Linked DNA regions of Mus musculus: regions 1, 3, 4, 5, 6 and 7 are each linked to region 2. A link is a contact called in public Hi-C, HiChIP or PLAC-seq and promoter capture Hi-C data. All regions are on one chromosome and are shown on one strand. Each heading gives the region's core, a stretch centred on a gene start, on an enhancer-like site or on the middle of the called end of the contact. The rest is flanking DNA. Distances are from core to core; before and after follow the strand shown.

Region 1 (3,697 bases), core at 712-3,211, 1.5 Mb after region 2:
GCTATAGAGTAAGCTCCTATCTCCAAAAACAATATGCTTTGTACCATATGTGTTTGTTCAGGTGGATAACTGTTAAATTTCATATCCATGAACAATATTCCATAACCCCCGTATACCAGCCATTTGCTCACAATTCTGTTTAAATTTCTTTCTAATTAAGCTGTAGACATAAATTCAACCTTCAACTTGTTATTTTAATAATAATTGTAACAATTAACCCATAAGTGTTTTATCACTAACAATTATTAAATAATAACTTGTATGCTCATTAACATAATAAGTCTTGCTAATTGCATGCTGTCTCACAATGAGATTAACCTATGATCAGACAGAAAGCATAGGATAAAACAGAATCAAAGAATAGCTTTGGAGCCAGCTGGGCAATTGTTCAAAAAGTTTGTCTTCACAGAGGTAGGGGTAGGACTTGGGGAAGTGAGGGAGACACCGTGTTAAATCACAGTATAACAACATCAATTAGAGCAAGAAATGTACTGTAAGTGTTGGTGTCACTTTGAAAAACAATATCTTAGGTATGGTGATTTGCATGAGAATGACCCCAGAGGCTCATCTGAACATTCTGACCATGGTTTAGGAACTGTTTGGGAAGGAATGGGAGATGTGACATTATTGAAAGTATGTCAGTGAGGACAGGCTTTGAGGTTTCAAAGCCCATGCCATTCCCAGTTAGCTCTCTCTGTCTTATGCAGATAAGATGTAAGCTCTCAGCTATGGCTCCAAAGCCATGCCTGCCTGCTTCTGTGATCCCTGGCATAATGATCATGGACTCACCCTTTGAAACTGTAAGCCCCAATTAAATGCATTCTTGTATAAGTGAGTTGTCTTGGTGTGGTGTTTTATCACAGCACTAGAAAAGTAACTAAGACATTAGGAAAGTATTACTAGCTAAAGATTTTAGGGATGATCATGAAGACAGAGATTTGATTTTAGAATGACTGAAGATTCTCTTCCAGCCACAGGGGTCCTGGAACCCATATATAATATTGGTTTGCCAATAACTCCTGGGTATTGTACCTTAGTCCATTCAGTTGCTATAACAAAATGCTTTGGGCTTGATAATTAAAGAAAAAGAATAGACTTTTAAGAGCTGAGAGTGTAGCTCAGTGGTAAAGTACTAACAAGGATTCTGGTTTCAATTCCTGGAACCACTGGGGGGTTTAAAAAAAAACAATAGAATTTTGTTGGTTATAGTTCTGAACGTTGGAAAGTCCAAAATTGAGGTCTTAAAAAACTCTAGTGAAGATTTGCTCTCCTCTGCCAAGATGTCACCATCTTACTGTGTCCTTGTGTAGTAGAAACAGCCAGCAGGCTCCTTTGTAAGGGCTCTAATCATAAGCCCCAACCCAGCAATACTGTCTTACTGAGAATTTAATACTCTGGGAGAAACTTTCCTCAGCTGCAACATACTGATATTAAATGTTCTCTGAGGTTAAATTACAACTGCTGATCTTTTAATACATTTTCTCTTTCCTGTTTTCCTGCATACCTGTGTGTGTATGTATGTCTGTGTGTGTGTGCAAGTCTGTGTGTGTGCGCATGTCTGTTTGTCTGTGTGTAACACACATAAAAGTATATCCTATCTTTTCCTTGGGCTTCTAATCTTCATTCTCGAACATCTCACTAGCCACATTAACACATACTTTAATTAGTTATTTTTGTCCCACTACCCCCTGATGACAGAATTAGATTGGCCACTTATACTACTCTGTCTCTTATTTCAACCTTGATATTCGAGTTCAATTTTTAACAGTCCTGGGCCTCTCAAGAAGGTACCCACTGTGTTCTCTGAAGTTTGGAAGGCTTAGAGTCAGACAAGATGGGTCCATGAATAAATCTCTGACCTCTTCCACTGTTTTCAGAAGAGTTCACTGTTTCTTCAGAGTATCCCAAGTAAGTTTCAAGCTCCTTGGCTTACCTTCCAGAGCCCACTACAGTTCATCCCCCAAACTATTTTATGGCCACTTACGTCACCCATAGTGGGCTGAGTTGACATTATATTATTTAAACAGCTTGTATCTAGAACTTCTTTCTTGTTCCTTTCCAAGTGAGTTCATCATTTTGGATAGCCTCTTCTTTCTTCCTCAGACTTTAGATTTATCCCTCTGTCACTGTGAACACTGTATAAAATAGTTCCTCTATCTGTAGTTCTTCTGGTCCTGCATCTGCTGTTCATTGTTGCCCCGGCTCTCGCTGGCCTTACATCCTCAGAGGCCTTGTTATTTGTGGGCAAGTTCACCTCACAACACTGCATGTGGGAGTTACATGAGACATGGATGTGCACTTGGGTGGTTTGTTCCTCCTGGAAGGATAAATACTCTCTGCTTTCAGACATTCCAGAGCGCTGCAGACTTGAAATGACTTGAAACCTCATTCTTGTGATCTTCAGCCTTTCCACAGTATACAGATCCAGGCCCTGGATCTTCAAAGGCCTGGTTTGTATTGAGAATTCTCAAGAAAGAGTGTTTCCCTTAGCCAAAACAAAGCTGGGATGGCGCATTCCTTTGCTCGATTTGGATGATTTTCTAAGTCACTCTTTCAGTAAGCTTGGTGTCCTCCAGTCGTCCTGAGGTTTAGGGGAGGCACTACAACTCAGTTCCCTACTGAGCCCACTGTTGTCTCTTGCCCCCATCCTCCACCCTCCACCTTCCACTCCTACCAGAGGTCACTGATATCAGATCTGGCCAGCTACTGCCTTTTGCTCCTTCGGTATTGTTTCTGCCCTCTGACTTGTTCTTTTTGTTTTCACTGTGTCTGATGTCCCTGACAGCTTCCTTTCCTTTCTCTATAGTCTAGCCACACACCAAAAAGATTTTATTCCTATTTCACGCAGCATTTCTGGCTGCTTTGGCATAGGATTTCAAGGCGTCAAATTCACACTAGTGGGTAAAACAGAAGACCTGTCATGGACAGTGTCTTTCAGCCATATCTCTTGCTCTGAAAGCCTTGCTATGATTGTAGTTATTTTTCTACAGACGTTTTAGCAGCAGAGCATTTGGGGAATTGAACTTCTGTACACCCTTGGCCCAAGGACTCAGGTTCTCACTACAGTGCTCCAGAGCAAGAAGGTCTTTTCTTATTTTTTACTGAAAATTCCAAAGAATAAACAACGCCTGGGGTCTCCTTAGGTTCTCCATTCTCCATCACAACTACTCTGACAAATGCAAAGCAGCCATTTGACTTACATAAACATACTAGTACAAGTATTAGTCCATAAGTATTGTGGACCAATAATATTTTACTCTTACATTTCTGGAAAATTGCTACAATTTTCACGTCGTGCAATATTCTTTATGTTTTTGAGATGAACTTTTATGTGTGGGGGTGTTTCACCTGCAGGTATGGCTGTGTCTTTGCACTCTGAATGTGAAGTGCCTGCAGAGGTTGGAAGAGAATATTAGCTCCCTCTAGAACTGCAGTCACAGATAGTTGTGAGCCACCATGTAAGTGCAGGGACTCCAACCAGAGTCTTCCTGTAAGAGCAGTCACTGCTCTTAACTGCTGAGCCATGTCTCCATCCCTGAAATTTTTTTTTTTTCAACCATTTAAAAATGTAAGAGTTAGGGGATATGGAGATGACTCAGTGGATAAAAGAGCCTGCTTGCACAGTGTGGAAAATGGGTATGATGGAGAATGCCTGCAGTCCAAGTGCCGGGAAAGACAGACAGGAAAACCGCTGGAG
Region 2 (3,531 bases), core at 472-2,971:
CGCGATCGTTCTCCATGACAACAACCAGAAAGCGCCTGGAGCCACGCTCGGATTTCTACCTGCTCCACACCTTGCGGTGATGCTTGGATTTTTTTAACTCCATATTCCCATTTTAGGGGACAAGCTACTCATGAAATCCTTTGCATGTGAAGTTCCTCCATGAAACGTTTTCCGAGTTCTTCTTTCGTAGTCTAGGTGGAGGAAGCTGAGACAGGACTTTACGTACCGTAGTATGGGAGGACCTGACCAAATCTGTAAATAAATTACTAGCCGGGCTTGGACAACCTGCCTGGCTGGCTGAGGTCTTTGTCCGTTCTGCTTTGCTCCGGGTCCGCGCGCTCCCGCATCTGGCCGGCAGGTGGCGCGGTTGGTTCACGTAGATACTCTGCCCCTGCTGTTTGCAAAGTGCCTCCACTCAAACTCCACTCAGGCTGAGACCCAGACTTGGAGGAGGAAAATCTGGCCCGGGAGGGAGCCAAAGGAGGGGCAGCTTGAGGCGAGCACGGAAGGTGGATCTTTTGGAATCCCACCCCTTCAAACGCCTGGGGACCAGCCACCCAGTTTCAACTGGGGCGGGTCCCTTGGTAGCTAGCTGAGCTGCGGTTGGCGCTCAAATTGGCTTCCCCGGTGGCCTGAGCATCGGAGGACCGGATGGTGTCTGCGTCCCTGGGAAGTCGATGGTTGGCACCCAGAACAACGCGGGGTTGTGGGACAAGTTTCTGCGGGTAGAGCCTCTCATTTTGGTCCCCTGGGAGACTGTCCCCATCAGTACCGGGGAGACTTCGGAGTTCAGAGCCACAGTAGCTGCTCCAGGCAGCTTGCGACCCTCTGTCTGTCCCTTCTGTGCAGCAGGTGCTCGCATTCTTACAACCTTCCCCTTCTACACCTAAGTGTCCAGGAATGGCTAGAAGTGGTTCCAGGGACACTCCCTGGAAAGCACAGTGAGTTCCCGGTAGCTAGGGCTGTCGCGAGGTGATTTCTCCCTTCATAGTCCCGTAGTGGGCTCGGTCGATGTGAACACCCGGACCTGGCCAGGGATCACTTCCAAACGTTAGGAAGATTGGGGACAAGTGACCGCGCTCTGCTGCTGGGGAGATGACTGGGTCCCCCTGGCTAGGTAACTAAGAAGGAAAGGAATTATCAAGCTACGAAAGTCCCCCAGCCCAAAGCATTTCCCACGGAGGAACGCCATAAAGACACAAAACCTGGCAGTGAGGGTGGCTGCGTGCAGCAGAGAGCGCCCGACCTTAGCTGGGGTGGACAGTACAGAGACCCGACGACCTCGGCAAGGGGCAAGAGCCAAGGTGCAGGTCAACTTCAGACTTATTTCATCTCAACAGGAGTCTTTTCTCCCTCGCACACCTCCGGACTTGGGGCCGGGCGGGGAATGCCAACGTTTTCTGGCCTTCCCCACCGTCCTTTCGGAGTCTCTCGAAGTTCCCTCTGCCGTCCAAGGGATCGATCCCCAAGGATCGAGACAAGGTCTGGGGCCTCTCGTGGGGGCACAGACCCATCACTGCTGGGAAGCCAGCCTCGGGAGACCTTGAGCCCTGCGGAGGCTGGAGGGGGCGGGACCTCGGGGGTGGGCTCTGCACCGTGGGGGTGGGGACGTGGCGCTGGTTCTGCACTGCTATTGGTCACGAGCTCTGGACTGGCGGGTGTACGTCACGGGCCGGTCCCACCCTCTTGGCAATGTCTTCAGACTGCTGCACTCCTAACTTAAGCATTTATTCCACTGGGATAGAAGCGGCAGGAGCAGCGTTGGCACCGGCGAACCATGGCTGGGATTTTCTATTTCATCCTCTTTTCGTTTCTCTTTGGAATTTGCGACGCTGTCACCGGTTCTAGGGTATACCCCGCGAATGAAGGTAAGAGCCCGGCAGCCCTTATGCGGTCCGGGACCCGGAGGGGGTGATTCACTGATGAATGGTCTTCTGGAGCTCAGAACCAGTTAGGGTGGGGGGCGGGGGGTGGAGAGCGCGGCATGAGCCTCGCGTTCCCACTCCGGAGAAGAGTGCCGAACAGAGGGGATCCTCTTAAGTGGGGACTGAGGAGGATCAGGCTGTCTGAACTGAGAAGGGTGACCGATGCAAGCTGCCACTCTGCCCAAGTTTGTAGCGAAAGGCCAAAGTTTATCAGCATCCGCCTGCAGGGCCGGCTCAAGGCGCCCCGAGGGGATACACCGGGATTTGAAAACAAAACAAAAAAACGTGTGAGCAAAGTCCTCTACATCAGCAGCACAGGCGAGAAGGGAAACCCAAACGTAGAGCGCAGAGCGCCCGGCCTCTTGTCCAAGCCTTGCGAGCCCGGGTTTTTGCAAAGTTTTCCCAGCGCAGCGCTTCCCGGGACCCGGCTGCTTGGTCTCCGGAGCGCGCAGCGGTGGTGGCGCCGCTTGTCGGGCGCCGGTGACCTGATTTCTAGCACCGGGCCTCAGACACCTTTTTCTCCATCGGGCCGCGCACCCTGGAGGTTGCAATCTCAGGCCTACCTCTCCCCTACCCCAGATCCTTAGCTCATCCAGCAAAACTAGGGGACCAGTCAGCGAATTAAACATACCCCACTGTAAGCTTCTCTCTCCAGTATGGGGTACTGGACTAGTCTAGAAGGACAGGCATGACCGACGGGACCCATTCGTGTGCCGTTTTCTGTTTGTCTATTGCGACGTTCTGGAAGGATTGTTTGTCTGTTTTTCTGTCCGAGGTGAGGGGAGAGGTGGTGACCATTTAGTTTGTGATGGGCCTAGGGGGAAAGGAACACTCTCTGTGTCTATTTCTGTCCTTATGTGTCCCTGTCTCTCTATCTCTGTCTGTCTCTCTCCCCCTCCTCTCGTGTGTGTGTGTGTGTGTGTGTGTGTGTGTGTGTGTGTGTGTGTGTGTGTGTGTTTGAGGGCAAATGTGTGCCTGGCGCGGGTGTCTGCAGGAACCTGGACGTTTTGTGCCGGGTAAGCGAGTGCGCACAGTGTGTGAACGTGGGCTCCGGCCTGTGTTCGTGTTCCAACCTGCGCGCATTAGCTGTGCATCTGTCTCATCGATTCTTCCCACTCCGTACATCCATCTATCTATCCATCCAGCCAGCCAGCCTCCGTCTCCCCAGGCATCAGTCCATCTAGCTATTCCTGTGCAATCCACTATCATTTTTTCTGTTCCGAAGGAGGGAGCCAAAAACCAACTTAGGCTTGGCTAGACAGAGGGTACCCGGAGCTCTCCAGGCAGAGGTTTGGACCTTGTCGTACACCTGCCCACAGGCAGTGCCGGGGCGGAGGAGGGGACAGTGGGGGTAGAAGAGTGGTCTCTCCCCTACTCCGTCACATTCCAGGGGTTGTGGCTTCGATTTAGCACCTCGGCAGTTCCCGGGGCTTTTCCTCTGAGCGGAACCGCGTACCTCGCATTCTCCTGGCTATGGCTACTTACTTTACACACTTGTTAAGTGTCCCCAGAGACCTCTCTCGCCCCAGACCTAGAGGTAGTTAGAGTTAGGATTCTTTTTTTTTTTTTTTCTTTACCTTTAATTTCCCCTCTTTTTTTCTTTGGG
Region 3 (3,982 bases), core at 234-2,733, 1.3 Mb after region 2:
TTGGGGATCAGGGGGAGGAGGACAAGGACAGGGGATTTTCAGAGGGGAAACTAGGAAAGGGGATAGCATTTGAAATATAAATAAAGAAAATATCTAATAAAAAAAAGTTAAGGCCTCTCACCCTGACTCCTTCATAAGACAAAAGGTCTGTCACCCATGTTTCTCCCTCCTCCATTTCCTCTAAATCTGGAAGAGTCCAGCCTTTGTCCAGATGGGCTAAGTGTACTTCACAATGACACAATCATAGGGACGAGACAAACAACTGAACAGCCCTTCTGTTGATCTTCAGAATCTGAAATTTGGATTGTAAATAAAAACTTTAAAGTGGCAAGGCTCGATAAGTTACTTCCCTTTTACGTATTAAGCACACAAACTTTATGAATCATAAGCATTGTTTTCTTATTTTATGATAAAATGAAGCTCTGATGAGATCTCAATGACGTAACTGTGCTCACTGCTGCTTCCCTACCACCTTTGGTAAGCACTGGGGTAATAGGCAACAAAAGCCATGGCGGTGTCCCCGGTTTCTGGAGAGAGCGCTATTACCCCAGTTTTGAGAATTAACCCAGCAATCTTCAGAAAAAGCAAATGGCCTGTGTACAAAGATATTTATTCAAATACTTTCCATGCTGCCAAAGCAAACAATAAACTCAACTGAAAACAACTAAGTGTCCCCCCCCAAATCATTTCGCGATGCTTTAGCATAGCCTTCTGCGTCCTTGAAATTACTGCTAATGAAAGCCATGTGAAAGCATGGGGCTACATTTGTTTCAAAACCTTAAGTGAAAATATTGAACTAGGAGATGTACCTACCCTCTGTCAACAGAGGTGAAAAGCTTTGCATGCAATACAGAAACAATAGGTACAAATTATTTACATTGTTGACCTGTTTAAAAGAATTTTTAATATTTCTATTTTTAAAAAATCTGCTTTATGTTTTCAAATGAGAAATCCTAAAGAAGTCCTTCACAGAGCAATGGGATGCTGATGAAAATCCAGGGCAGTGCCACATCCTTGCATAGGAATTTCCCCTCACATGTCCATTGAAATCCAGCTGCCTGTCTCACCAGTAACATTTTCTCAAAACAAAGACACCAAGTAACAGAGATTTTGTATTTTGTTCCAAGTTTTTTAGTTTGTTTGTTTTCTCTCTGAAGGATTCTCTTTTAACTTTGGAAGTGGAAAGATTAAGGAAAAAAGAATGAGTGCAAAAGTTTTTGTTTTGTTTTGATTTTGTTTTGTTTTAAAGCAACTATTTGGTGAGTGGCTACAGAAACACAAAACCACAGCAGAGAACCTCAGCCGCAGCTTTCACAAGAGTTAACAAGCAAATGCTGTTCTCACACCTACAAAACAAAGGCCCCACCAAAAATTGCCCATAGGAGTTTTTTTTTCAGAAATCAAAGTGAAAAGAAACTTACAGTTAGCCATGCCTTGGCCAGAACCCAGTGTCTGAAGGTTAAAGTGTTTTCCGAGGGGAAAATGGAAACCCAAGTCAATTACGCAGAGATGCATAGTAAATTGAATTTAGTACTCAAAGGTGTGTTATGCTTTGGAGCTGAAGTTCTCTGGACAGGATGATGTGGCAGGAAAGGGTACCCACCCAGTCTTCAGGACCCTGGGTGCTCATCAGAATGCTACCCAGCAGCTCCCCGGTGGCCTCCTAAAGGGAAAATCACAACCCTGCCGTTTCATGATTTTGATTTGATCTGAAAATGGAATAGATTGCCCAGATCTGCTCACGGGACAGATCTGTTCCAGGTTGGGATGTTCAGAGGCATGGAATTAGATTTTTGGGGAGTCATCAGTCAAGGTCACCCTTTGTCATGAGATGAATACTTCACAGAGGTTAGATCTCCGTAGCTGACACTCCCCAGCTTAAGACCACCAGACACATGCAACTATATTCCAATCTACCAACATCAGACTCACTATGTATAAATGCACTGTGTACATTTAGAAATTGTACTATATACAAATGAGGGTCAGGCATGCCCGTCAGAGGGTTTTAGAGTGACATGGTACATCTGAGTCCTTAGATCCTTTTCAGGAAAGTTCCAGGAAACAAGGTATGTTGTGAATGGCATCCTATCAGGACCTATCATTTTGCATCTTATTATTATTTTTCCCTAATCTATAGGAGAAAGAGTGTCACTAAGGTGACATATAACTGCCGAGCAAGCCATAGTCGCTCAGGTGACCCCAGAAGCTGGATTATGTGACAGTTTTGGTTTGTACTGAGTTAACTGTTTCTAAATGTGTTCAAACCTGTTTGCAGGGAAGCCGTGTTTTTATCTTGCTCAAACCATGATCAGAGCGAAGAATGGTCTGGTATTGATATTCCAAGAAACTGTTTATGTTCAACAGATCATTGTGGTCTAGCTGATACAGACAGACAAGCTCCCAGCTGACAGCACTGCACCTACATTTTTCTTTCTCCCCCTGAAGAAAATAATTGACTCCAGGAGTAAGTAATTAGCTCAGAAGCCAGCAAAAAGGAGACCCCAGACTGGAAACTATTGAATAGTAGTCAATCCGTGAAGCAGAAGCCCCAGGGAAATGAGCCAACTGACTCAAAGGTACTAATGTGGAAAAAAAACAAAAACAAAAACAAACACACACACACACACACACACACAAACCCACAAAGACAGGCACACCACATAGTTATGTAGCTAACCTGTGGAATACAGTGGCTCTACCTGGTGCATGCACACAGCCTATGTTATTCATCAGTAACATGATTTTTAACTTGATGAAGCTTCATCAGGCATCATAGAATCTCGTGAAGTTTTCCTGGTGTATTCACCTGTAGTGGAACACCAGCTCCAAGATATCTGACTCCTTCTTATGGCTTATATGGGCGCAGTCATCCATAGGGAAACATTCTCATGTGGGCACGTAATTAAGGATAGAATAAATCTTTAGTCTATTTTAATAGATTAATTCAAAATGGAAAGCTATCAAAATGTGGAAAGAGTCCTCCAGAAAAAAATCACCAGGTGAACTGAATATGCATTTCAGATTACATGACGCCTGCTTTTCTTGGATTCAGGATCTATGTCCCTTTCTCGGTTGGTATACTTGCTTCCATCAGTAAATATTCTCTGATAATCTTTGTCGAAAAAAAATGTCTCCCTAAGCCCAAACCCATTTAGTAACAAGACCATTTGTAGGCTCTAGTAGCTCGTTGGTTATTTGGTCTGATAAACATCTGTAAGGTAGGAGTTCGGATAACTTAAAAGTAGACAAAACCACATTCTGGGACATAAGACCTTATCTGTGATGTCATGACCCACCCCACTCGCATGCTCCTGTGCCTGCATTCCCACTCCCAGCACTGCATCCTTGGATCTCCTGTGGCATGTGTTGAGAACACAGTAACATTATGCACCGCACAACCATCAGGATCCCAGGAAGCCACTCAACAGTTTTTGGAAGCTGCAGAAGCATGGATAGCCTGGAGAATGGCAGAAGAGAGACAGTGTTTGTTCCAGTAATTAACTTTGCATCGGGAGGGACAGGGAGGCCCCTGCAGAGGGCATCTGATGCCTTTCCTCAAGGGCAAGTCACACTGGTACTGGGTGGATCTGTGACCTTTGAGAGATGGAGTAGCATTTGAGCATTGCCAGATTAGGAAGAGGGAGACAATAAAAGCAATATCATTTTCTGAACACAGGGTTTATTCAGAAGAAATCTGGTAATCAGCCGAGGGTGGGGGAGGACTAGACTTCCTTAGGGGCCTCACTCAGCACCATTTGTTGTATTAAAAGCATCCTGTGTTTCTTCAGCCCTCTCTGATGACAGCTCTGATCCTGAAGATGCTGTGAAGGGTTAATTCAAAGCTCTAGGAAACAACCCCTAAGGACAGGAGTGCCCCTGACAAGGTCACATGAGCCACGTTTTGAATCCATGATTTTCATACTTGGTTATGATATTGGGATCATTCGAAGAGGTAGGGAGATGGCTCAGTCAGCACAGT
Region 4 (3,818 bases), core at 1,128-3,627, 1.4 Mb after region 2:
TCTGTACCATAGCTCTTTTCCACGGCTCAGTGATCATGGCAGAAGAGGGGGAGGAAAAAGTGTAAGAGCTATAAGCATCCGTGACTAAAATGAAAGTATGCTTTTGGGATATAGCAAAGAAGTTCCATATAGAAATTCATGATAGTTGTATAAAAGTCAAGAGACGTGCTCAGGCTTAAGCCACATAAAATCCCAGCATGGAGCAGCAAGATGGGGACAAAATCCTACCCTTAGCTATGGAGCTATTAGCAATTGATAGATTCTGGGAGAGGTAGAGTCAATTTTCATTAAGGGTACAGCTCCTGGTGGGTAACTATCATCCCATAAAGCCCACACATCCAAGATGATATGGGAAATACAAACTCTACTTAATGAGTTTAAAAATTAAAAGGACACAAAGTTGGGTGGGTAGGGAAGAGGAAGTAGATCTAAGGAGGAGCAAGAGAGAAAGTGAATATCATCAGCATGCTTTGTATAATAATCTCAAAGATTTAATAAAAAATAAGGGAAAAGATCTCACCTATATTACAAAAAAATACAAGTTAGAAATGGCTGAGCTAAAGAGATATGTAAACAAAGGCACAAGCAGTGGAGCAATGTGTGGAACTACCATGCCATCTCTAGGTATACCATTCTCCTAGCATCTGAGTGCAAAACCCAAAGTTAGGTGATGACTAAGCCCATTGTTAGGCATTGCTACAGTTTGAATGTTCTTCAGAATCCATTTTCTGGAAATTCAATCCCCAAAGTCATGTGTTAATAGAATTTGGAGGTGGAGCCTTTGGAAGTGATCAGGTCATGAATCACCTAAGGAGCAGACTGAGCTCTCCATGGATTAATGGATTAATAGATTAATAGATTAAATAGAGACTTGGGTTAATGGGTTATTGAGGGAGCGGCTTTGTTGCAAAAGTGAGCTTTCTCTGGCATGCTTATTCTGTCTCACCATCTCACCAAGTATTGCTCTGCATCTCTGGACTCCTCTCAAGTCATCACCAGGAAGACCTCATGTAAGGTCCTTGATTTTAACCTTTCTAACCACCAGAATTTTAAGAAATAAATTTCTTTTCTTTATAAACTAACCAGTTCTCGGTTATTCTGTCATAGCAACAGGAAAAAAAAATCGAAACTAAGATAGGCTTCAATGAAGAGATCCAAGCAGGTTTCTTAGCATGTTTCCATAGCATATTATATCCTGAAAAACTGATTCTGTGGGCTTGATAAATACTACATGCTGCTGTGACTCCATAGGTAGCCACACTGACATTGTTAAAAGGCTCCAGATACACAAATTCATGTAACACTGCTGACTCTAATACTCCCAGACTTGATGATAGAATTCATATTGTTGCAGTGTTATCTTAAGAGAAAACCAGTGAGAAAATATGAAACTGGACACCTCTGCCCCCTCAAATAACATGTACCTTTGCCTAAAGGTATTTAATGGACTATTGAACATATGAGAGCCATCTGTTGATCTCTCTGGGCAAGATGTTAGAGATGATTCAGCCATAGAAAATAATACAAAAACTGTCACGAAGGAATATCTCTTCACAGCACATTACACCAGGATTACATTTTTTTCCAAACATATAGTAGGATTGCATCTATTTGCTCTTTTAATATCAGGCTTCATCACATGAATTTCTTTAGCCAATGAGAGTGCCATGTGACTCTTAACAGAAAAAGCTAGCATAGAAGGCTACACAACATTTTTCCATGGGGGAGATGGCTGGAGAAGCATATTGTGACGTCACTTCTATCTCCTGTGTTTCTTTCCATGTATACTATGATAAACAGACACATTTTATGATCCACAATAGACATGTTGACAAAGAGGACATGAATGTATATGACTCTGAGTCAGTGAGACTTGGGTGCTGTTTGTTACCGCCTCTGAACCTATTCTACCACATACCATATGTTTTCCATTTTCCAGGCTCTCGGTGCCTATCTGTCTTCAGTCTCACTTTCAGCTAGAAATACCACCATGATCCATGGGCTGAGTTCATCCTCAAACTCTCCCGGCCTTGTAGATGTGGACAATAGAGACTTTCAATCCTCAGCACCTCCCCACGCTCCATTCAGTGCTTCTCCCACTGTGTGGGGAGAAGGAGGCTCAACAGTTTAGAAAGATTCATGCCTAATTTTATTGAAATGGGAGCTGGGTACATTCCCTTTGTAGATGGTGTGACTGAATAATTCATTGAGAGCTTCATTATCTATAATAGTGATAACACACACTTTAAAACAAAGTATTGCACATATCCAATATCCTTGATACATTTCCGAGCAAATATGTGCACATATGTAATCAGCTGTGGTAATCAACCACACATCAACAAAGCATCGGAGTGTTTCAGGGGTGTAAAGATGCCGTTACAGTGAACAATCACTTGGCAGTGTGGCTTATTTTAATAGACACGTCGCTTTAAAATAAGTCTTCACCATCTGCCACAGCCTCTAATTACAAATGCAACAAGAACATAATTCACAATTGCATCATTAAAAAGTAAGACATAAGGGATTTAATGCATGCCTATGTCCTTTTTTAATGCAACAGACGTCTGTTCATCTTGCGTTTGAGACTCAAATTGGCGGTAAAACTTTCTTTCCCTCCATGCTGAAATTTCCCAGAGAGTGAAGCCTGCAGAAGTCAACAGGAAATCCATAGGAGGGAGCATAGACATCATGCATATTCATGGGCTATAATCCTACCCATAGTAGATTTACTTGTCAACACTATTTTTCATATGCAAAAAAAAGCCTTAAACAATGTAGATATGGAGATTTTTTTTAAACCTTAGTGCAGATAAGACAATGTCATCAGATCAATATAAACAACTTAGAGTCTCATCTTTAGGAGTCTTACAGCAGGCTGACTTTTCTGCAGCCCACTTTCCAAATGGTATGCAAAACTCCTTTGATAATTCAGGCTTCTGTGAGAGCAAGTAATTACTGTAAGAATACATAGTGCTAAAGTATCATGTTTAAGGTCATTTTAAATTTTTTCTTCCAAATGAAATATTAATTCCAAGGCAAAAAAAAAGTGATAAACTACCAATTTAGAAATTTAAAATTTCAACACTCTGCTGCCTAGATACTTTCTCTGAAATAAAGGCATTTTCTACCAAATAAATAAGAATTACAGTGAAATCCTTAAAGTCTGAATAGTTATATTAAAAGAAAGTTATAATCAACTCAACTTTGGCATCAAAAGTAAAAGTAATAATAAACACACATCATTTCTAAAGACTTAAAAATGAGCACTTAAATCTATTACCCAACTCTACAGGAAATTTAACAGAACCATAGAAAAGGAGAAAAAAAACAAGTGTATGTGCATAAACATGTATATGCCCATACAGCTGCCCTCAGAATCTATAGAGAATGGTTCTAGGATCAACCTATTATATTCAAGTCTCTTGCATAAAACATAATAGTATTTGCATAGAACATGCACTTCTTCCTATGATCATTAAATCATCTGTGGGTTACTTAAAATACATGCTGTAGTGTAAGTGTCAGGTAAGTAGTCTTACAGCATGCTAGTAACAGAACAATGAACACAAAAAAATCTGCCCATGTTCCATACAGGCAATTTTGTTTTTAACACTTCTGATTTGAGGTTGGTTGAATCCTCAGATGTGGAACACTAAGGCTAAAAATAGTCACATGGCCACTTTGGTAATCTCTAGAATAATCCTAAGTAAAGGGCAATAATAGCTTTTCCTAGTCCTAATTGGTTTCCCTTGTCTAACATCATCACCTTACATTATTTAAATGAAACTCATAAGTATTTTCAAAGCTAAGCCAAG
Region 5 (3,812 bases), core at 778-3,277, 1.4 Mb after region 2:
CAGCCCCAGGAAGCCATCTTAGCACAGACCTTCTCAATAGTTTTACTCGCTCTCATGACAAGAGTCTAAACTGCACACATCCAGCTTAGCTACTCTTTGACTTATGACCCTCAGACTCTGTAAACAAATATGTTGTTATTATTTTAGCCTTTCTGTTTGCAGAAGATTTGTTGTACAACAACTGAGATCTAACATAGCCCTGCTGCCATCTGGATGTGTCCTAAATCTTGCTTATCTATCCTGTCTATTGATGTCTCCTCCAAGGCCTGAGTTCTGTGAGGGCAAGGATGTTTATTCATTTTGTTCATTACTGTGCTCCCCAGTCTCAATACAGTTAAATGAATCACACTTCTGCTTTAATAATGAATTAAGTCAGTATCTAAGACACACGCACATACAATTAGATCAGCAAAAATGTACTATTTACACATATAAACACACACATACACTTTGATATCTATCAAAAATAAATATGGATTTGGATTGAAGTTGTGGGTAGAAATGATTGCCCTGGTCACACAGCAGTCACTTGCCATTGTGACCATGGTATTAAACTAGTGACCGACGGTAGGAATGACCTATTTTCCTACTGAATGCTAAAGATGGACTCTCATCAAGAAACAAGTCAACTGGTCGGTTACTTACAAGCTATTGGTCTTTCAGACAGACAAACAACAAAAAGGCTGGCACATCTTCCTACATCATCCTGATTGTCTTGGTTCAGGAAGTCTGGAAGGAGGCCTTAACCTCTGTCTATAAAAAGCTTCTAGATTATTCTACTGTACAACGAAGACTGAGGGTCCCCTGGCTGGATGTTGATCAACTATAGGTGATAGTTGGAGCCATTGTCAGGTTGTACTGGAGGCATTTCACAGAAACTCAGCATCTCTGAAGTCTCCTTCCTCTTGGTGTTTGCTGTTGCTGGGCACTGTGGTAAATCTTGAGAGAGTGCAGAGCTTGACAGAACTCAGGATCTGGGACATGAAATCGGACTCTTACCAAAGGAGACATCCAACCTAAAAGGACAATAGTCAACATTCACCCTCAGTCTTGCTTTTCCCACCATCCAAGCCTAGACTCACTCTACACTGAAACATCCATCGGGCTGAGGATAGATTTGCCATTCATCATCATCACCATCATCACCATCATCACCATCATCATCACCACCACCACCACCATCAAAAAGACACAGACAGGAGCTGAACAGCAACTGATTCCAGGGCAGAGCTGAAGCCACCTATGGAAAATGTGCACATGGGAAAGGTGGAAAACTCAAAGGGAACCTCAAGGGACACCAGAATTTAAGGACTTCCCCTGAAAAAGGAACCTGCTGTGGCATCTAAATTGTAGGGTCTTGGACACTAAAAGGAAAGCCAAACAGCAAAGTCCTTTAAACAAAGGCACGGCAGAAGAGACCATTCTTTACATTTAGAATTCGGCAAAGTAAGTTATCTAAACAAGGGGAACCTCCATCCGACTAGCTCATCCCGGACTAACAAAGAAGACAACGCAAAAAGTGCTGTGCACACAGCTAGGGCTCTGCTACCCCAGGGCTCCAATGTTCTGGCCATCCATTAACCATTCTGGCGTTTGGGAAATGGAAATCTCAATTGTTTTAAGAGTCTTTCCTTCCCCCTCTGCTGACCAATACCGCAGGAAAAAGAAAATCCCTTTAAAGTAAGTTCTTCTTTTTCAGATGTAATATTCAGTGAAAACCGTTGCATGTGAGATCATTTCTGTTCCTGTTCTCTGAGAACTGGGAAACGCTACACTATGTATAAGGGAGGTTGTAACTGGCTCCATTGGTGAAAGAAACAAACGGCAGGCATATGCTAATTCTCAGAGTAGTAGCTGACAGCATTATTCTTCATTTGGAAAGTATTTCAGTACTGAATGGAAGAGCTAGAACAAATATCCTCAGGCATTCTTGCGATTCCAGGGAGCTGTCAGAGGCAGAGATTAAACCCGGAGTTCATTTGGGTTACATGACGCCCTGGGCTCCTCGGCTGCTGACAACACGGAGTACCGGCCTCCCCTCTTGTTGCTCACCACTCATCCCTGCCTGCCTCATGGAAGGTGTCTAAAGGCTGCAGCCCCACAGTACCGACAGTACCACACGGCAGCTCTCCAACCTTCGGGCGTGGCGTGGGCCGAGACATAATTGATGCTGCAGCAGGTGGTGAGCTGACGGACGTGGGAGGTTGGAACTCCTTGTTCCCTCTGCCAATTAATTCCTAAGAAACATTCTAAAGAGAGACTTCCAGTCCTCTTTCTACTCCCTCTAGCTGGGAGGGGAGGCAGGATTCAGAAAAACAAGGAGAAAAGGAAGACAGAAACAGTCATTCATTCCTGCCATTCTTGGGGGGCAAGGCTTCTCAAGCCTTCTTCAGCACCCCAATATTTGGACAAGATCGTGATTTGCTATGGGGATGTTCTGTGCACTATAGATGTTTGGCAGCACTCTGCTTTCTACCTGTAAGATGCCAGCTGAACATCCTTCCAAGTTCCCATGATGGCTGCCATTATCTCCTGCTAAGAATTCCTACTCTGAAGCAGAGTATGGCACGTGCTTGTCACAAAACTCAGGAAGCTGAGGCAGATGGACCAGGGGTTAAAGCTACCCTTGGCTACAAAGGGAGACATTTTCTCAAAAGAGAGAATCACTCTGCTAAAGAGCACCACCCCCAACACACATGCATACACAAATGGCCCAGCAAACCAGACAGGCTGTAAGCAGTAGTACCTACAGTCCGTGCTATTATTCTAACCAGTGCTCTCCATGTAAACCGACGCTACTTACATATGCAACAAAACCATTAAATGAAAAATAACAAAATCTCTAGCAACAGCACCACCTTGCTCATTCTGAAATCACACACACAGACAGCAAAATCCTCCATCATGGTTGGGTAAGCCTCATGGTCACCTTAACATATGGTAAACCTGGAATCCCTGTGGTCCCTGTTTCTGGATGTCATCCCAGCCATTCTGCCTTGACCTTCCTCTTGTGGGTCCCAAAACTAGCTTGGATGAAGAAGGAAAAGACTGGCTATCAGGATTCATGGTGAGAGATTCCTCTATATCATTTACCAGTTGCAGAACTTTCAAAACATCCCTGGGCCTTCCAAAGATGCTCTGCTCACTTAAAGCCTCCATGAAGCCCAAGTACAAGTCATGTGGCTTCTATAGAACAGCAGGCAATGGCCAGGACTCACTTTCTTGTTGTGTCTCACGAGGGTCAGGATTATTAGCAGGCCAAGTGAATGGTCCAGGAATAAGGCTCCTGAGGTAAATTTGTGGAATTCACCTTTCCACTCAGTTCTTACTTCGCTGGAAGTTGCCTTTGGCTGACATGCAAACATATGACAAGAACTCCAAGCAATTTCTTCATGAAACACTGTCCAACAAACATCAACAAATAGCTAATGTGAACCGCCTGTGAGTACTCAGGTCACGTCAGTGAAGAAAGCAGATCAGATGACGGCCTGAGGAGGGCTTACTTTACCAATGACAGAGGAGTAGGTGTATGTAAACAGTGAACAAACAGGAAGACGAGACGGAGAAATAAATTACAGTGTCCTGGAAGCCAATAGATGGTGTGGGGGTGGAGCAAGCAAAGGACATCCAGTCACATATGTGTAACAGGGCAAGGGCAGTTATAGCTTGGCACTGGCATCGTGGATGAGAAGTGAAATTTAGACAGAGATGCTGAGTGGGTTGTTTCTGAGCTCCCTGGGGAAGGAATTTCCAGACATGGACCATCTAACCAAATGTTATAGTATTCAAACATCCACAAGAGGCAATCATGT
Region 6 (3,785 bases), core at 722-3,221, 1.1 Mb after region 2:
CTCTTATTTTATACTGCTCAGGAGCCCTGCCTAGAGAATAGTGTGTTATACAGTGGGCTGGGTCTTCCCATATCCATTTTCAAGACTGCCCCACCTGGGGATTCATCCCATAGACAACCACCAAACCCAGACACTATTGTGGAGGCCAACAAGAGCTTGCTAACAGGAAACTGATATACCTGACTCCTGAGAGGCTCTGCCAGTGCCTGACAAATACAGAAGTGGATGCTCACAGCCATCCATTGGACTGAGCACAGGGTCCCCAGTGAAGGAGCTAGAGAAAGTACCCAAGGAACTGAAGGGGTTTGCAGTCCAACAATATGAACTAACCAGTACCCTCAGAGCTCCCTGATACTAAACCACCAACCAAAGAAGACACATGGTAGGACTCATGGCTCTAGCTGAATATGTAGTAGAGGATGGCCTAGTTGGTCATCAATGGGAGGAGAGGCCCTTGGTCCTGTGAAGGTTCTACACCCCAGTAAAGGGTAATTCCAGGGCCAGGAAGCAGGAGTGAGTGAGGAAGCAGGGTTGTTGAGCAGGGGGAGAGGGAAAAGGATAGGGGGTTTTAGAGGGGAAACCAGGAAAGGGAATAACATTTGGAATATAAATAAAAAAATATCTAATAAAAAAAATTTTAAAAAGAAATGCCCAGAGACCAACCTGATCTAGAGAATTTTTCATAAGACACTCCCCATTGATTCTAGATTGTGTCAACTTGACAATTAAATCTATCCAGTGAAGAGCCCAAGTCTGGCTCATTATCTCCTATCTCTGGAAGTACACCTTATTTCTTTCCACCCAGCTCCCATGCCCCTGTGGTCCTGCACTAATAATCACCATTCAGAGAATTCTACCTATTTGAAATTCCATGAAATGAACTCTTAATAAATAGTTTCACAAAGAAGGGATATTTAGAATCTATCCCTGCCTAGGGATGTTATTTTACCTAAAATACATTATAACTGTTCACAGTCATTTACCATCCTGTGGAACACAAAAGTCTCGCTCATCAACATACTTCCAGCACAGAATTTCCATGGGCCCAAGGCACAGTCAATGGTTCTTCACTCTACTGACTAAGAAGGGAGAATACAATCCTCCATTTTGTAACTTTGCCTGGGTTATTGTCCCAAGAGGTGGGTGTCACTTTGGAACAATAACTTGTCAACAAAGACATTCAGAGAGGACAGATCACCTTCAGAAAGCATCAGCAAGCATGAGGATGCAAAGAATAACTTTGATGTCAACAGATGCATGCTGAACTCCACCATCCAGCCCTGAGATACCGACCTGGTCACTTGGCTTCTTGGTACAGCAGTTTCCACATCAACAATGTGAGACAGGAACTCCTCACAGTGTTCCTATGGGAACCATGTGATAAAGCAAAGGACAGTGTACCACAAGAGACCAAACACACAATTATCCTCATGTAAAGACTGTGGTCCTATATGAGCTCATGTTTGTAAACTAGGGGAGGCCTAGCCATTAAGACTAAGGCTATGAAGATAAACGTCCTGCAAACAGACTTCCCTGGTCAACAGACAGTCATCTTGGTCACTTCTGAGAGCTCAGAGAAGAACTTCCCAGTGTCCTTTGAAAGCCTGTTTACCAAGAAGGACAATGCTTATGAATTTGAGGGTAGGGCAGCAACCAATGAATGTCATCTTTCCTTTATGTCATTGATAATAACCTATTAGAGGTACAGTTCTCTTTAATAAAGAATATACTTCACAGCTCCTCACATTCCCATTTCTGCACATCATACCAAATAAAAAGTCATGGCATTTGTGTCCTCCCCCCCCCCCCGATTGACTGAGTCCTAAACCCCAGATACATATATCTTCCCCAGGCTCATTGCAATTGTAGCCTTTGCTATTTTTCAACAAAAGACCATAACATCTATGCAGGGACCAGGAGTAAGGTCTAGGGTTCTTTACCCAGATTCAATTTTCCACTTCTATTCATATCAAAAGCCTTACACAGGTACCATCCGTAGCCTGGGCTGCATTGCTTTATCCTAGCCACCCCCAGACTAAGTCCTAATTAGGAAAAGGCAAAGTGGAGATCCTGTAACCTCACACACTCTTAAGAACCACAAATAAGGAGCTCATATTTTTGTCAGTATAAGTGGTAGATAATTTTCATTTAAGTATAAATATCAGATTTTTGTCCCAGACTAAAGCAAACCCTGATAATTATACAGTTGCAAATTATTGCGTTACAAAAAAGGTCTAAATTATCTCCTTCCAACATTTAATGAATTCATCCACTTAATGAATTCCCAAAATGCACTGCTTCCCTCCATTTCACGTTCCTTGAAATAGCAGATTTGTATGGCCGCTGGAAAGAAGAGTGATTCCCATGTCATCCTTCCAGAATACGATTTATTTGCCAAAAAGAAAAACAAGGGGTTGGGGGAAGAGAGAGAGACTAAATTGTCTTTGATCAGTGGGAATTAGTTACAAATGCTCAATAAAAATAAAAGCTGGATTGAACTCTTAATATGTTTAGGACTTGGATGATGCAATCACCCGAATTTAGAATTTACAAGGTTGCTTTGTTCGGCTCCTTCAGCTCAGTTCCCATGTAATGTTTGCTCTGGGGGCAAAAACATGAGGCATCTGGATGGAATCTATTCTGGCTTCAGGAAGACAGAAATGCCTACCCTATAGGAAAACTGTCCATCTTTAAATTAAATTCAATTCTAAGCAGCTTGCACCCTAACCAAAGCCTGCTTCTCCATATCTTTCTAAACTGTATGATTTAAATCATCTGTGTGGTGATTCTTCCCCCCCCCCCTATTTTTCCTGATCTTTTTGGAATAAATGTGGTGCTTGTTAACATGAGGAATTGATAGTCTGTTGCCATTTTCCATGGTCTTGACATTTGAGGACATTTGTAATCAATAAAGGCAGACACAAGGAAACAAATTTGATAACTGTTCTTAAGGAATAAAGATGGTCAAATATTAAAACAGGATTCAAAAGGAGTGTCCCAGCCAACATATATACATACATACATACATACATACATACATATATATATGTATGTATGTATGTGTATATATATATATATATATATATATATATATATATATATATATATATATATATATATACACACACATATATCTGTGGGTCAAAAATCCTGGTTGCCTATCTACATGCCAGCCAACCTTTGTATTTCTAATTTCCTCTCACTAATTTTTACTCATGTGACACATAGGACTAGGCCAAAATGCCATCAGAGACATGGATTTCCTAAGGCCCATTAATTTCATTCAGCACTTGGACATCACAACCAGCCAGTCCTGGGTAAAATCTGACACAGAGTCTGATCTATGGGCCACCATCTTTGTTTCTTCTAGTAATTGTGTTACTTTTCTTTCTGGTGGGAGTGTTTGTTTCTTCCTCTGCCCTTCATTTCCTTCTGATGAACTATGATTGCACACAACATTGCCTAAGACATATCTTCCGTGTAAACAGCTTCCTTCTGCCTCTTCCCACACTAACACCTCTCTGTCCAGCTTCTGACCTCCCAGAGACATCACCCACCTACAGAAGGCTTTACCTGTAGAACTGGTTTGTGTCAACTCTGGAACATGGTGGCAGCATCCCTACTTGGCATGTAAGGACAGATTCAATTGGAATATGTATGGCGCTCCCTTCAGATATGGCTTGATATTGTTTTTCTAATAGAGGCCTGTAATGATAACAATAATACTGTCTTGACCCCAAGAAAAAGTTCCAGAGTCAAAATAAAGAGGATTAAAGGAAGGAAGG
Region 7 (3,782 bases), core at 995-3,494, 1.3 Mb after region 2:
TTATTTCCAGAATGGGCTTGGAGATTTGCTTGTCTAACATGGAAACTTAGAAATAAAGTTAACTTTAACACTGGTATAATTTTAAAAGAGCACACGACTTCAGTCAGGGAAGCTCTTCCATTGTGCCACAAACACACTAGACTGCATCCACCTGCCTGCCCTTGATCAAGTGGTCCTGATCCTGTGACCTACCATACTCTCATTTTACCCTGTACCATGCATAGTAGACTGAGCTTTCTCTAAACCTCATCTTCCCCACAGGATGGGGAAAGGCCATCTATCCCAAATGGTTCTATCATAATTTTATTAGACCGTGATAGGTTTCGTGATCCTGGTCCCTACTTGCATACCATGTATCCCATGGCCATAGCTGCATTGCAAATGTCATTCTTCTCATCCCAGTTTATCCTGGTCACCCTGCACCTTCCCAGACTGTTTTTCCTGTCACTGCTCCTACTGCATCAATCTCACACAGCACTAAGCTTATTTATTAGTCAAATATATACAGAAATGGTTGCAAAAGAAAACATAGAAACACATCATTTTATGAAATCTGAGTCATGAGGACATCTGCCAAAGAAATGACAATTGTCATGTTCCTCCACTGATATTTCTGATGCCCTCTATATTCTGAGGAAATCATTTTCGTTTTACCTAAACAGAGCATGGGTTTCCTGGAGAATGGATGCCATCTGACAGTAATGGAAACACTAGTACAACTCAGATACTTACGTAACCATAGAATTTGTCTTGTTAAATTATGTCTAATAATAGATCCAGAGTACCCACACTTATCAAACGTGAATCGCAGATCTAAGTCAGACCGCAGGACCTAGGGCTCCTTGGCAAGGGGAAGACTTGCTCAGACATCTGCAGACCAGGTAAGAGAGGGCTGACAGCCAGATAGGAGGGAATCCAGGATCATCCAAGGATGTTTCAAGTGTGGATGATACTGAAAATGACATACATAAGGTTCTCTTCCAAAAGTCCCCACATTTAACTGATAATCGGAACCAACAGGCACGTATTTAAGAGCATAGATGACCAGGCTATGCCTCTGACTCCTTCAGAAATTCCCTAGGATAAGGAAGAGAGTGGAATGCCTGGGATTGGTGACACAGCCAGTGGAGTCTGGTGTAATCTAGGAAGCTCTATATTGCATTTCCTTCTGCACTTTGGGGGATGTTCCAGGTCCCAGAGAGACATGGGCGGGAGGTGCTGCCTGCGTGGTAAAGACACCTGGAACCCTGGGAGGGCAAGGAGAGACATTGGGAGGAGCTGTTTTAAATTTCCCTTCTGCCAATTGAGACTGGCGAGCTAGAGGAAGTCGGAGCTCCACAGAGAGCTGGGTGGTCCCAAACATCAGCTTTAATTGCGTAATGCTATTGCCAGGTGTTTTCTTCTGGGACAGAGCCTCCGTGTGGTTGCCGACAAACCCTGAGCAGCATCCTTGGGAGTCTTTAAGCCTCAACTTATCATTTTACTTATGTTGAGAGGAACTTCAAGGCGGTGTAAATAATATATATCTCTTCTTTTTAAAAAATCGGTGTAAATATTTCATAGAATGTACAGTAAATAATAAATACATCTGAAGAAAACAATATAAATATTTGATAGTTTGCAGAGCAACTGTTAAGTCTGGAATTACATATGAATGCTCCAAAAAATTCAATAAATCCTAAATTACATACAAATGGCTCAGAAGTGACCCACACATAGTCATGGGTACAGTTTTTAAAACTGCTGTGTTGGCTTCTTAGCCAGGGGAGTGTTAAATCAAGATGTCATGCTGTTTAACAGCCTGCATTGTGAATCATCCAAAATTTTGGTAACTCCCAAGCTCCAGCACCTTCTGATAATACTTGGCTTGCATCTTGAAATAATAAAAACGCCCTCTGCCTACAAGAGAAGCACAGGGATACCACACCACACAGCTGCTACTTTTGATGCAAAGACTTTCCAATCCTGCAACAGCCACTCTCAAGGAGAGGCAGGATAATCAGCGTCAAATGCCTCTTACAAACAGGGCAGCCACGACTGTCTCACACTCATCTGCAGGTCAAGTCTCTGAATAGAAAGCTTCAGCGAGATACATCCCCCACCCCCACCCCCAGGATACCAGGGAATTCTTTTCTATTCATAAAGTGATCAGTCAGGCCACTGCGAACTTCTGTTCCTGGATCTGTCCCATTTTCACAGGCCTCAGCACTTCTATAATTATACAGAGCTCCCGGCTCTACAGAGCACATAAGCCTGCCTGTGTCCTCATCCACTTCGATTACTTTCCGTCATGTGTGCCCTTCAAGACTGAATCCCAGCACAGTTCCCCTGGGACATCATTCTCAATGAACCTAGCATATGGCTTCCCTGTAGCAAGTGTCCTAGAGAACCAAATAGTTGTTTGTATTATTTATTCATTCTTGTTCCCCAGAACCTAAAAGGGTGCCTGATACAGTCAGCTCCTTTGTTGGATAGGTGAATGCACGCATGAATGCACGAATATCTGTCTCACCTAGTGACCAAGGAGACTATTTTTATACATCATGTCCTTAGAGCCTGACACGGACCTCATGTACAATAGATGCCCAATAAAGATATACAGAGAAGGTAAATAGACCTAATCAGATAATGTGTCCATGTGTCTTTGTAGTGGAGAATTTTGTGTTGTGTGAATGAGAGTGGAGAAAAAAGGAAAGACACAGAGATCTTAAACTTGTGCCAAGATAAAGCTTCCCCCACTGAAACATATCCCTGGGGGAGATTAAAATGTGCGTGCCTTAACAAATGTTTATAAAAAGAATAGGTATAGGTTTTTTTTTTCTTCAAAATAAATTCACATTAAGATTTTTTCAAAGGCTCCTGGTTACACCCATGTAGTGTTTATATAGTACATACCTTTATGAAGCTGGAGACACAAGCACACTTAGCACATTAAATTTTGCACTTGATGGAGGCAATTTATTCACCTCATTTTCCCTTTGCAGGAAGCAAAGGCAAATTAAAGAAAAAGATCTAATGACTTGCCCAGAGGCACTCGAAGCAACAGCCGATCCAACGTCTTTGCTGCGGCACTGTGGAACACAGGGCTCTGGAAGCTTCCAGGGCTAAGACTGGTACAATGCCTCGGAAGCCATCTGAAACCTACCAGGCCGCAAATATACGTGGCAGGTGAGTTCCACTGAGGACTCTGGCAGTGATGGATACTCCAAGAAAAATAAGACATGATTCCTGACTTTGGAAAGGTGATGACCTAATTGACTGTTGACTGCCAGAATAGTGTAGTTGCGAAGGATAGGCACTCTGGAAGCACTTACATCTCAATGAACAGCTTTAGACATCCATCACTACATGGAAGAAGGGTGTCTCATTCAGATTTCCTCCACTGTGTGTGATTGAAGCAGAAAAGAAGCTTGATGTAAGTATATGGGGACCCAAGTGTAAGAAAGGGATAAGACCCAAAGGATGAGAACAAAAGCTAAATATGATGGATGGGTGCTCCTCAGTGCCTCAGCCTAACAAGCCTCTTGAGGAGACAGACCATGGCCCAAAAAAAAAAAAAAGGGTTTCCCCCGTAGTCCAGAAATCTTGCCCTTTCAAAAGTCAAAGTCTCAGGAGAAACAATCTGATCTTGTGGCTTAGAGTAAAACGAGGAAGATCTTAGTAGGGAGAACATTAAGAACTCCAGGGCCTTACACCCAAGAAGAGATTCCTGTTTCGCCACAGCTGCTGATGAGTAATTCTCAGAAAGGCAGAGGAGAGTTGTCTGGCAGAAAGAGGTCAGG

The links. Promoter capture Hi-C pulls out the DNA fragments that hold promoters and counts their contacts. A called contact is a pair of places that touch in the nucleus more often than the background predicts. HiChIP or PLAC-seq counts read pairs in DNA pulled down with a chosen protein or histone mark.
Region 1: an H3K4me3 HiChIP or PLAC-seq map of embryonic stem cells shows a contact between it and region 2, with 15 times the contacts expected there. The contact joins the enhancer-like site here to the promoter of Epha4 in region 2. A contact is called at or near these places in 6 of 39 promoter capture datasets (the SN4741 cell line, cranial neural crest, hippocampal neurons and 2 more), 5 of 484 Hi-C or Micro-C datasets (the HL-1 cell line, Sertoli cells, cardiomyocytes and 2 more), 15 of 115 datasets of contacts at active chromatin or transcription factors (astrocytes, embryonic forebrain, embryonic limb bud and 7 more) and 1 of 9 other capture datasets (embryonic stem cells).
Region 3: an H3K4me3 HiChIP or PLAC-seq map of embryonic forebrain shows a contact between it and region 2, with 11 times the contacts expected there. The contact joins the enhancer-like site here to the promoter of Epha4 in region 2. A contact is called at or near these places in 6 of 39 promoter capture datasets (the 3T3-L1 cell line, cranial neural crest, hippocampal neurons and 2 more), 8 of 484 Hi-C or Micro-C datasets (the HL-1 cell line, cerebral cortex, cumulus cells and 4 more), 10 of 115 datasets of contacts at active chromatin or transcription factors (astrocytes, embryonic forebrain, embryonic hindbrain and 5 more) and 1 of 9 other capture datasets (liver).
Region 4: a Hi-C map of cortical neurons shows a contact between it and region 2, with 4 times the contacts expected there. The contact joins the enhancer-like site here to the promoter of Epha4 in region 2. A contact is called at or near these places in 1 of 39 promoter capture datasets (hippocampal neurons), 7 of 484 Hi-C or Micro-C datasets (the HL-1 cell line, adipose-derived mesenchymal stem cells, cerebral cortex and 2 more), 9 of 115 datasets of contacts at active chromatin or transcription factors (astrocytes, differentiating embryonic stem cells, embryonic forebrain and 6 more) and 1 of 9 other capture datasets (embryonic stem cells).
Region 5: a promoter capture Hi-C map of hippocampal neurons shows a contact between it and region 2, with 37 times the contacts expected there. The contact joins the enhancer-like site here to the promoter of Epha4 in region 2. A contact is called at or near these places in 2 of 39 promoter capture datasets (hippocampal neurons and liver), 11 of 484 Hi-C or Micro-C datasets (cardiomyocytes, cerebellar granule neurons, cerebral cortex and 7 more) and 15 of 115 datasets of contacts at active chromatin or transcription factors (astrocytes, craniofacial prominence, embryonic forebrain and 10 more).
Region 6: a contact with region 2 is called in an H3K4me3 HiChIP or PLAC-seq map of embryonic forebrain, with 9 times the contacts expected there. The contact joins the enhancer-like site here to the promoter of Epha4 in region 2. A contact is called at or near these places in 5 of 39 promoter capture datasets (the SN4741 cell line, cranial neural crest, hippocampal neurons and 1 more), 7 of 484 Hi-C or Micro-C datasets (cerebral cortex, cortical neurons, embryonic fibroblasts and 3 more), 10 of 115 datasets of contacts at active chromatin or transcription factors (SST interneurons, astrocytes, embryonic forebrain and 6 more) and 1 of 9 other capture datasets (embryonic stem cells).
Region 7: a contact with region 2 is called in an H3K4me3 HiChIP or PLAC-seq map of embryonic limb bud, with 6 times the contacts expected there. The contact joins the enhancer-like site here to the promoter of Epha4 in region 2. A contact is called at or near these places in 5 of 39 promoter capture datasets (cranial neural crest, embryonic stem cells, hippocampal neurons and 2 more), 10 of 115 datasets of contacts at active chromatin or transcription factors (SST interneurons, astrocytes, craniofacial prominence and 7 more) and 2 of 9 other capture datasets (adipose tissue and embryonic stem cells).

The regions. Positions count from the first base shown.
Region 1 is chr1:75,987,260-75,990,956 of GRCm38.p6, reverse strand. All of the region lies in intron 3 of Gm32622 (a long non-coding RNA gene), which reads right to left. Among named protein-coding and RNA genes, the nearest start is that of Gm29065, 30 kb to the left of the region's middle. Within about 2 kb of position 1,961, at least 2 of the 459 cell types and tissues checked have an H3K27ac peak or open chromatin away from gene starts, as enhancers often do.
Region 2 is chr1:77,513,278-77,516,808 of GRCm38.p6, reverse strand. Epha4 (Eph receptor A4) reads left to right here and starts at 1,721. Exons shown (of 18, transcript NM_007936.3): 1 at 1,721-1,868. The coding sequence starts at 1,778.
Region 3 is chr1:76,222,887-76,226,868 of GRCm38.p6, reverse strand. No RefSeq gene overlaps it. Among named protein-coding and RNA genes, the nearest start is that of Gm32737, 130 kb to the right of the region's middle. Within about 2 kb of position 1,483, at least 2 of the 459 cell types and tissues checked have an H3K27ac peak or open chromatin away from gene starts, as enhancers often do.
Region 4 is chr1:76,155,085-76,158,902 of GRCm38.p6, reverse strand. No RefSeq gene overlaps it. Among named protein-coding and RNA genes, the nearest start is that of Gm32737, 62 kb to the right of the region's middle. Within about 2 kb of position 2,377, at least 1 of the 459 cell types and tissues checked has an H3K27ac peak or open chromatin away from gene starts, as enhancers often do. A contact at or near this core is called in cortical neurons, where this site is marked.
Region 5 is chr1:76,069,271-76,073,082 of GRCm38.p6, reverse strand. The region is part of intron 5 of Gm32622 (a long non-coding RNA gene); the gene reads right to left. Among named protein-coding and RNA genes, the nearest start is that of Gm32737, 24 kb to the left of the region's middle. Within about 2 kb of position 2,027, at least 31 of the 459 cell types and tissues checked have an H3K27ac peak or open chromatin away from gene starts, as enhancers often do. A contact at or near this core is called in cerebral cortex, cortical neurons, forebrain and 3 more, where this site is marked.
Region 6 is chr1:76,429,042-76,432,826 of GRCm38.p6, reverse strand. No RefSeq gene overlaps it. Among named protein-coding and RNA genes, the nearest start is that of Gm17751, 58 kb to the left of the region's middle. Within about 2 kb of position 1,971, at least 2 of the 459 cell types and tissues checked have an H3K27ac peak or open chromatin away from gene starts, as enhancers often do. A contact at or near this core is called in embryonic forebrain, where this site is marked.
Region 7 is chr1:76,244,868-76,248,649 of GRCm38.p6, reverse strand. No RefSeq gene overlaps it. Among named protein-coding and RNA genes, the nearest start is that of Gm32737, 150 kb to the right of the region's middle. Within about 2 kb of position 2,244, at least 16 of the 459 cell types and tissues checked have an H3K27ac peak or open chromatin away from gene starts, as enhancers often do.